Regions from separate parts of the Pan troglodytes genome. Here region 2 is linked to region 1. Evidence: chromatin contacts called from public capture Hi-C data. All regions are on one chromosome and are shown on one strand. Each heading gives the region's core, a stretch centred on a gene start, on an enhancer-like site or on the middle of the called end of the contact. The rest is flanking DNA. Distances are from core to core; before and after follow the strand shown. Region 1 has its middle 38 kb from the start of GCNT1. Region 2 overlaps PRUNE2 (prune homolog 2 with BCH domain).

What was found. Capture Hi-C pulls out chosen DNA fragments and counts their contacts.
Region 2: a contact with region 1 is called in a capture Hi-C map of stem cell-derived neural stem cells, with 3 times the contacts expected there. The contact joins two enhancer-like sites. A contact is called at or near these places in 5 of 7 Hi-C or Micro-C datasets (blood, induced pluripotent stem cells, a lymphoblastoid cell line and 1 more), 1 of 1 datasets of contacts at active chromatin or transcription factors (stem cell-derived excitatory neurons) and 1 of 1 other capture datasets (stem cell-derived neural stem cells).

What each region holds. Positions count from the first base shown.
Region 1 is chr11:66,927,014-66,931,630 of NHGRI_mPanTro3-v2.0_pri, reverse strand. It overlaps a transcript of GCNT1 not described here. Among named protein-coding and RNA genes, the nearest start is that of GCNT1, 38 kb to the left of the region's middle. Within about 2 kb of position 1,925, at least 1 of the 24 cell types and tissues checked has an H3K27ac peak or open chromatin away from gene starts, as enhancers often do. A contact at or near this core is called in stem cell-derived neural stem cells, where this site is marked.
Region 2 is chr11:67,143,878-67,149,089 of NHGRI_mPanTro3-v2.0_pri, reverse strand. All of the region lies in intron 9 of PRUNE2 (prune homolog 2 with BCH domain), which reads left to right. It overlaps LOC107976683 (a long non-coding RNA gene), which reads right to left. Exons shown (of 9, transcript XR_010148687.1): 8 at 4,021-4,149. Among named protein-coding and RNA genes, the nearest start is that of GCNT1, 180 kb to the right of the region's middle. Within about 2 kb of position 2,664, at least 1 of the 24 cell types and tissues checked has an H3K27ac peak or open chromatin away from gene starts, as enhancers often do. A contact at or near this core is called in stem cell-derived neural stem cells, where this site is marked.

The DNA.
Region 1 (4,617 bases), core at 676-3,175:
GAGTCATCTGTCTTGCCTCTCTTTCTCACAAAGCACACACCCAATTCAACAAATGCTTTTGGCTTTTCTTTCTTTCTTTTCTTTTTCCTTCCTTCCTTCCTTCCTTCCTTCCTTCCTTTCTTTCTTTCTTTCTTTCTTTCTTTCGACAGAGTCTCACTCTGTTGCCCAGGCTGGAGTGCAGTGGTTCACTGAAACCTCTGCCTCCCAGGTTCAAGCGATTCTCCTGCTTCAGCCTCCCAAGTAGCTGGGACTATAGGCATGCACCACCACACCTGGCTAGCTTTTGTATCTTTAGTAGAGACGGATGTTGGGAACAAATCCCCCAAAATCTGGCCATAAACTGGCCCCAAAACTGGCCATAAACAAAATCTCTGCAGCACTGTGACATGTTCATGATGGCCATAACAGCCATGCTGGAAGGTTGTGGGTTTACTGGAATGAGGGCAAGGAACACCTGGTCCACCCAGGGTGGAAAACCGCTTAAAGGCATTCTTAAGCCACAAACAATAGCATGAGCAATCTGTGCCTTAAGGACATGCTCCTGCTGCAGTTAACTAGCCCAACCTATTCCTTTAATTCGGCCCATCACTTCGTTTCCCATAAGGGATACTTTTAGTTAATTTAATATCTATAGAAACAATGCTAATGACTGGCTTGCTGTTAATAAATACGTGGGTAAATCTCTGTTCAGGGCTCTCAGCTCTGAAGGCTGTGAGACCCCTGATATCCAACTTCACACCTTTATATTTCTGTGTGTGTGTCTTTAATTCCTCTAGCACCACTGGGTTAGGGTCTCCCCAACCGAGCTGGTCTTCACAGGCGGGGTTTCACCATGTTGGCCAGGCTCATCTCGAACTCCTGAGCTCAAGTGATCCGCCTACCTTGGCCTCCCAAATTGCTGGGGTTACAGGCATGAGCCATTGAACCTGGCCTCTATTTCAAAATATATCCAGATTAGGATCCCTTTTACCCATCTCCATTGCTACCACCTTGGGCCATGCTACTGCTGTATCTCACCTGACATCTCCTGCTTCCTCTCATGCCCCACATACAGCCTGGGATTACAGGCATGAGCCACTGAGCCTGGCCAGTGTTTGTTTTGTTTTAAATCCATTTTGGCTTTAGTATATTCCCAACATCTGTAAAAGTGCTTGGCTCAAAGTAGGAGGAGCTCAATAATATTTGATGAATAAATAAGAGAATAAATGAATGAATACTTTATCTTCATATGGTACTTTGTAACTTAAGAACCATTTTCACATTTCTCTTACTACTTCTGATAATCGGATAATCAGATAAAACCACTGTGTTAGTTTCTTTCTTTCTTTTTTGAGATGGAGTCTCACTCTGTCGCCCAGGCTGGAGTGCAGTGGCATGATCTTGGCTCACTGCAACCTCTGCCTCACAGGTTCAAGTGGTTCTCCTGCCTCAGCCTCCCAAGTAGCTGGGATTACAGACGCCTACCACCAAGCCCAGCTAATTTTTGTATTTTTAGTAGAGACAGGGTTTTGCCATGTTGGCCAGGCTGGTCTCGAACTCCTGACCTCAAGTGATCCGCCCACCTCAGCCTCCCAAAGTGCTTGGATTACAGGCATGAGCCATGGCGCCTGGTCACAACTGTGTTAGTTTCTTATTGCTGCTGTAACAAACTACCACACACAGCATGGCTATAAGCAACACAAATTTATTTTCTTACCGTTCTGTAGGTCAGAAGTCTGAAGCAGGTCTCACTGGCCTAAAATCGAGGTGTCAGCAGAACCGTGTTTCTTTCTGGGAGCTTTAGAGGAAAATCTATTTCCTTGCCATTTCTAGCTTCTCGAAGCCACTCTCATTCATTGACTGTGGGCCTTCCTCCGGCTTCAAAACCAGCAATGGTCAGTTAAGTCCTTCTCAGATGAAGTCACTGTGACCTCTGCTTCTGCCTTCACATCCCCTGAGCCAGAGCTGGTGAAGAGAGGTGTCTCTGAGTCACACTGTGCGAATTGCCATGGAACAGAGTTAAGCTGTTTTCACGTTGATCCGTATCACAAGTGAGTGTTTTCCCCAGCTCTGAGTCAGTCTTTCTTTTTAAATCCAAAACCATATTATTAAGTTTTTAAAAAATCATGATTGCTTTACTTCTTCAGGTTTCAGGTTTCTCAGACGTAAAACCTTAAAACAGAAATGAATACCTGATGATTGCATTCCAGTTGTCTGCATTACCCATTAAGAGTCTCTGACCTTTTCTGGTCCCAGGAAACCTCAAAGAATAATACTGCATTTTCCACTTCATAGGCCTTAATGGGAGCAGGACTGTGGAAGGTGACACTGCGGCTTCTCCCTCCTTAACAGTTCACCTATGGTCTGTCTGGTATGACTCACACTTTCTTTGTGTCTCAAATTTCCCACATACGAAACAGATACTATGATGAAAATATAGCCCATTTAATTATGTGAAGTGTTTTGAACAAAATTGTTATAATGTGGACTTTTTGTACATCATCTAGTCTGATGGTTCTCACCATTGCTACCCATTGGAATTACTTATGGAACCTTAACAAATCCTGATGCTGGCTGAGAGTGGTGGTGGCTCATGCCTGTAATCCCAGCACTTTGAGAGGCCAAGGCAGGCAGATCACCTGAAGTCAGGAGTTTGAGACCAGCCTGGCCAACATGGTAAAACCCCGTCTCTACTAAAAATAAAAAAATTAGCCGGGCATGATGGTGGGCACCTGTAGTCTCAGCTACTCTGGAGGCTGAGGCAGGAGAATTGCTTGAGGCCGGGAGGCGGAGGTTGCAGTGAGCTGAGATCGCGCCACTGCACTCCAGCCTGGGTGACAGAGCAAGACTTCGTCTCAAACAACAACAAAAATCCTGATGCCTAGGTCCTGCACCAAGGATTCTGATGTGATTGCTATGGAATGTGACCTAGGCATAGGCTTTTTTTTTTTTTTTTTTTCGAGATGGAGTCTCTCTTTGTTGCCCAGGCTGGAGTGCAGTGGTGTGATCTTGGCTCACTGCAATCTCCGCCTCCCGGGTTCAAGCAATTTTTCCTACCTCAGCCTCCTCAGTAGCTGGGATTACAGGCATGCACCACCATGCCCAGCTAATTTTTGTATTTTTAGTAGAGATGGGGTTTCACCATGTTGGTCAGGCTGGTCTTGATCTCCTGACTTTGTGATCCACCCGCCTCAACCTCCCAAAGTGCTGGGATTACAGGCATGAGTCACTGCACCCGGCAGGCATAGGCATTTTTAAAAGCTCCCCAGCTGATTCTAATGTGCAACCAAGTCTGGGACCCGGGAAGACTCCTCTTAGGTAGCTCTAAACAAGCTCTTGTGGATGAGCCACTTTCTGGACCCAGTCCCCAAGTCATCCCCTGTGAGTGCAGCTCATTCTCCCCTCTGGGTTTTGGTCCTAGCAACCATCAGGAAGGAGACAGGACAGGTGGGTGCAGGACCTCAGCCCCACACAGGGCAGGGGGACACACAGGTTGCAACATCATAGTGAAAAGGACCGGAATCTGATGAGGACACACTGGAAACATGGTACCACTGTAACCCAGGTTTCCTCCTCGCCTGTGGAGCAAACATAAATCAGGGAAATGTAGATTGATGTCACCTTCATTCATCACAGCTTTAGTGAAACTTGGCAACTGGGGAATTTTTTGTTCACAAGGCAAACAAAGTCTTCAATTTAATTCCTTTAACTTCCTTGAAGATTATATTAACTAGTAGGTGAGGTTAAGACTTTTGAAAGTCATGTGGGTATTGAACTGAACTGCTCTTAGAAGAAAATTCAGAGAGAAGGTGATGTGGGTCAGGAGCAGGAAGAGATGCTGAGCCAAGAAGAGAGATTTGGGACATGAGATACCTCAAAAGGTTTGTTAGTTTATTCATTTATTATTATTTTTTTAATTTTTGAGACGGAATTTCGCTCTTGCCCAGGCTGGAGTGCAATGGTGGGATCTCGGCTCACTGCAACCTCCGCCTCCCAGGTTCAAGCAATTCTCCTGCCTCAGCCTCCCAAGTAACTGGGATTACAGGTGCCCGCCACCAAGCCCAGCTAATTTTTTGTATTTTTAGTAGAGACAGGGTTTCACCATGTTGGCCAGGATGGTCTTGATCTCCTGACCTCAGGTGATCTGCCCACCTCAGCCTCCCAAAGTGCTAGGATTACAGGCATGAGCCAATGCGCCCAGCCTTGGTTTATTTTTAAGTGCAATCTTGATATCATGCGGTACAACTTCTCTCTTCTAGCTTCCTTCTAAAATCTTGAATAAATTTTATATTCCTCACTATTGCATTCATATTAGTGCAAGGAGAGCACTGTTTTCAAAGAATTCAAAGAGGAGAGAGCCATAAGAATATGAGTCACAATCTGAAGAAAGACGCACACAGCTTTTACCAACAACCGATTTACCTCCATCTCTACTAAGGAAATGCAGACAAAATTTTTTTTTCATTTTTTCTTTTCCTTTTTAAAAACACAAATGAGGCCAGGCACGGTGGCTCACGCCTGTAATCCCAGCACTTTGGGAGGCCAAGTTGGGCAGATCACCTGAGGTCAGGAGTTTGAGACCAGCCTGGCCAACATGGCGAAGCCCCATCTCTACTAGAAATACCAAAATTAGCCTGG
Region 2 (5,212 bases), core at 1,415-3,914, 220 kb before region 1:
TTTTTTTTTGATTCAGAGTCTTGCTCTGTTGCCCAGGCTGGAGTTCAGTGACGTAATCTCGGCTCTCTGCAACTTCCGCCTCCCGGGTTCAGGCGATTCTTCTGCCTCAGCCTCCCAAGTAGCTGGGATTACAGGTGTGCACCACCACACCCAGCTAATTTTTGTATTTTTAGTAGAGATGGGGTTTCACCATCTTGGCCAGGCTGGTCTTGAACTCCTGACCTCATGATCCACCTGCCTCGGCCTCCCAAAGTGTTGGGATTACAGGCGTGAGCCACCGTGCCTGGCCCACATCTGATTCTTTTGGAACCCTAGGGTCCTAGGTGTTCAGTGATCCTAGATGAATTTTCATCTTAATTTCTTGATTCATTTCTACATCATTCAGGTAATATAAATTGAGACATGAGCGGCCCACAGCTAGTGTCTCCAGCTCCTACTGGTTGCTTTTTATTTTCTACCCAAAACCTCCAAGGCCAGAGGAGAGAGTTTTTTCCATCCCCTTTTTGTTAAGGGGAAAGTTCCTGAACGTCCAGAGCCCTATATAGAAGTTCAGGTCTAGGCCTTTCTTCCATCACCAGGAGGTCCCTTATGCTGTGAGACCCTGAGTCCTGTGTCCAGTGCAAGAACCCTGTGTGCTAGGTTTTTATCAGCCTTCTAGAATAACTCTTTATTTCTGGCACCTGTGGACTTAATCTTATTTTTTTAAGCTTGGAAATGTATTAGTAACTTTTGGAGTATGCTATTTCATATAGCATTTCTTGTATTTTTAATGATACATGGCTTTACACCTTGTCAGACTTAGCCAACACTTCCTAACATCTCTCTTTTAGCAAAGAGGAAAAACCTCTGAGTGAGATTCCAGGGGTTTCTAACTTAAATTTAATAGTATTATTTTATTTTTATTATATTTAATTTTTTCTATATATGTTATTTATTTTATGTAACTTAAATCACTCACCATTTATTTTACGTGAGTGATTTAAGTTTACATATAATGGTTGAGTATCCCTAGTCTGAAATCTAAAATGCTCCAAAATTCATGTTCTTCAGTGCTGACACAACACTCAGAGGAAATGCTCATTGGAGCATTTCAGATTTCAGATTGTCAGAGTAGGGATTCTCAACTTGTAGTATATAATGCAAATATTCCAAAATCCAAAAAAGTCGGAAGGTTTAAATACTTCTGGTCCCAAGCATTTTGGATAAGGGATACTCAACCTGTACATTAGTGATACAAACATTCCTCTCAAAATAACCTTAATAAAATAAGTCAATCTAAAGAAAATGTTAAGTAAATTGGCAAGTGATAAAAGGCTATGACAAAAACCCTAAAGGTGATATATTAATACTCAATCTTATAGAATATTTAAAAGCATTCAGTGTCTTTTCAAGCTTTTTGTTCCTATATGCTTTGACGCTTTAGCAATCCAGACGTAAAGATATTTACTGTCAATATGAATCTGGGCTAAGAATGTGGAAAATTGGTTACCCAAATCAGGAAATAAATTTTTGAGCATAGCATAAGTCAAATATTCCCTTTGAAACAATAAAGGCCAGCTATATAGTAAGAATGGGCTAGATCGTAATGTGGTAACAAATAACTACAATATCTCAGGGCAAAACACAACAAAAGTTCATTTCTTGTTTACATTTCCAGCAAGCTTTCATCGAGGCCTCTGCTCATCAGAGGCACTCGGGACACAGCCTGGCCGAGCCCCTCCACAGCCACCTATGTGGGAAGAGGATGTGGCTCCTCACACGCTTGCTCCTAAGCCTTCTGCTCAGAAGCGACATCTCTCCCTTCCACTCTTTCTTCATTAGCCAAAGCAAGTCATGTGGCCACCCTAACTTCAAAGGGGACAGGAAAGTGCAATACTACCATGCACTCAAAAGGCAGAGAGCCAGAAATACTTGGTGAAGATCAATATGTCATAATACATTGATCTTCTAACACACATGGTGTTAATGTCACATTACCATCCAGCAAAGAAACCATGAATCAGTTTTAATACATCCTCTAGATGGAGACATGTAGCTGTTTCAGCCATAGTACAGCCTGACTTGTGTTTACAACTCCCTCAACCTCTTGGTTAGCTCCATTCTGTATAAAGAAACTCAAAATTAAGTAGAGGCTACAGATAGATAAAGTAAAATACAGACCTTTACACTGGACTGGTTTGTTACCTAACAGATCTTGAGAGGCTTCAGTTACTGATCATAAAACTGCTGTCCTGCTTAATCAACAACTGCTGTTTGGCCACTTCATTTCTGCAAATGTTTATGGGCTTAATGTCTGAATGTGGTTGAAGTATTTACAAAGAGCGTGACTTGGGTTTCTCTTAGATTTGCTTCTAGGCTATTCTGGCTCAGCTTTCCCTCTGTCCCAGGGGTTTTCTAACATGTCCCTATAGCCTTCTTTTTGGGGGGGAGTGGGACGGAGTTTTGTTCTTTTTGCCCAGGCTGGAGTGCAATGGCACCATCTCAGCTCACCACAACCTCTGCCTCCCAGGTTTAAGCAATTCTCCTGCCTCAGCCTCCCGAGTAGCTGGGATTACAGGCATGCGCCACCACACCCAGCTAATTTTGTATTTTTAGTAGAGATGGGGTTTCTCCATCTTGGTCAGGGTGTTCTTGAACTCCCAATATCAGGTGACCCGCCCGCCTCAGCCTCCCAAAGTGCTGGGATTATAGGCGTGAGCCACTGCACCCGGCCTAGCCTTCTTTAATACCCATGGGTTTGTGTGAATCTCTCTCCTTGGGTCATCCGCTGATCACAGCCTTCAGCATTTTTCTTCCCCCAGTGCATGCTAACACAGGGGGAAGAAATCTGTGCCTTCTTCATAGGGTCTCTGCTTTGTGTTGAAAAGGAGCACTTAGAGGCAAAGGCTCTATTTTCTAACATCACTGAGTTGAGGAGCATTTCTAGGCTCTGTGGAGATTTGTGCAGTAGTAAGATTATCTTTTACCTGGACTAATGCCCAAATTATAGTGACCTTAATTATGATTTGTCCAACCATGACACATACTTTAATTAAACCACTGCTCCTGTACTATGTTTTAAGTGGAGGGTATGTAATACCTTAAACTCAGTGCTTTATGACTTACAGAGTACTTTTATTTGTATTATATTTATTCTCCACAGTCACTGTGATGTTGGGTATTATCCCCTTTTAAAATCACAGAAATGGTCAACTAATCTTCTCAGAGTTAATCAGCTTGTTGATACTGGCAGCAGAACTATAACTCAGAACTAAAACCTCATATCCAGGCAGGACTGCTGCAGCTATTCCATGATGTTGCCCATAATTCACAATTGTTTAAAAAAATCTATTAAACTTAAGCTGATCCTATCTATTTTAAAACCGTCATATTTATTTTGATGCCAAGGCCCACATCCTGTGTGCTCTGTCAGGCAGATAGAAATCTGATGCCTTTATTTTTGTTCAAGGTTGACTCTTAGGCAGATAACTAGAAAAATAATGTACATGTGCCTTTAGAATATTTCAGGCTCAATAATTCAATCCAACACAGTAAGTGGTAGAACTAAGATTTAAATCCAGTGGCTCTTAATAGCAGCATTTTGCTACTTGACAGGTACGAGAAGTTTGATGTCAAGGAGAACACACAAAATGACAAAGATCATTGTAAGGAATTCCAAAAACTGCAGGATCATGGGATACCCAGACATCTGTCCCTCTAGGTCCTAGGACTTTCAAAACTGGGGCCTGGTGCAGATCTTCTCTTTGCATACCTCCCCAATCTTTGTTGCTGAATAACGTGGTTTGATTCCACCTATCATAGTGTATCTCTGTTTGGCACAGGTTATCTTGTTCCTGCTGATACATTATTGTCTGTCTTACATGCCAACCTCTTGCATGCCCCTTTGCTACCAGGGCACAGGTCTAGTTTTAGAGAACACACAGGGTCAAAGCCACAGGAAGAATGTGGACAAAGAAACTCCCTGATGCTGAGCTTTTGAAGGGGTCTCAGGAGTTGGTAGGTAAGTACACAGGCACTTACCTCTATCCAGGGGAGCAGCACTGAGTTCTTGAAGGTAGGGGTCATTGTATTAGCTCCACCATCCCAACTCCACCACGAGAATGAGACGGGTCTGTTTTGTTCCTCTATATCCTCGGCACATAGTAGACACTTAATAGATATTTGTTGAATAAATGAAGCAAATGCAATAATCACTAAGGGTGCAGATTATTTTCTTTCATCATAGTGCTTTATTGACAGTAGGGGATTTGACTTGCATCCTGGAGAAGCAGATTAAACTCCAAAGGTTTGGTAGATCCAGCGTTACATAGTGCAAAGTACAGTAAGAGAGGCAGAAGGGGACTAAATTAAGAACTTTAACATAAAGGTTTATCATGTTTAAAATTAGGTTAGTGCCCACATCATAAGGATTCACCCTAGGTGAATGAAATTACGTGAAACTCACAGAGAAGAAATATATATTATGGTAAATGGGGTCTTACTGAACAAAGGTCCAGGGATGAAAATAAATCAAGAGAAATTTATCAGGAACAGTGGTCAGCTTCTTAGAAGAACATATAGATTCGTCACAATTGCCTTTGGTATTTCCTGTTTCCCTACACTTCTTACCAAATGTGCTAATACAGATGGTTGTGGGCTCAGCACTGATTAGAAACAAGAGGTGGGAAGTCATGACCAGAGCCATCTTCACCAACATATATTCACAGTGACTCTTTAAATATTCAAAAAAGGAAGAAAAATAACATCAGTCTATGCCTGCTCAGGAGTGTTAGGCACTTTACTTTTGTAGCTCAATCTTTAAACAACGTGGTGAAGTAGGTGTATATCCCTAGTTTACAAATGAAAACTGAGATCAACAGAATATGCTCTCCCTCTGTCCATGGGAATTTAATTAAAATACTCAAATTTACAGAGTAAGAGATGTGTACAAAGCACATATATTGACCCTGTTGTTAAAAATATATATATATTAAATGTCCCTGAAGTATATTTTATTAGTTGTTTGCATTTCCTATTTCTGAGTTTCCCACTTGGTGTGTGTTTATTAAGTGAGCTAGCAGAAGTGACTTGATGTAAGCAAGTGAAATTGGTGTCCATTGTTCTCATTTACCATAACTGCAGAAAGTCTTTAATTTGGGACCACTTACAGTGGATTCAGTCCCCATACATGGTTTATTTTAAGTGAGTTGAAAATGTTATCCTGGACTCTGTG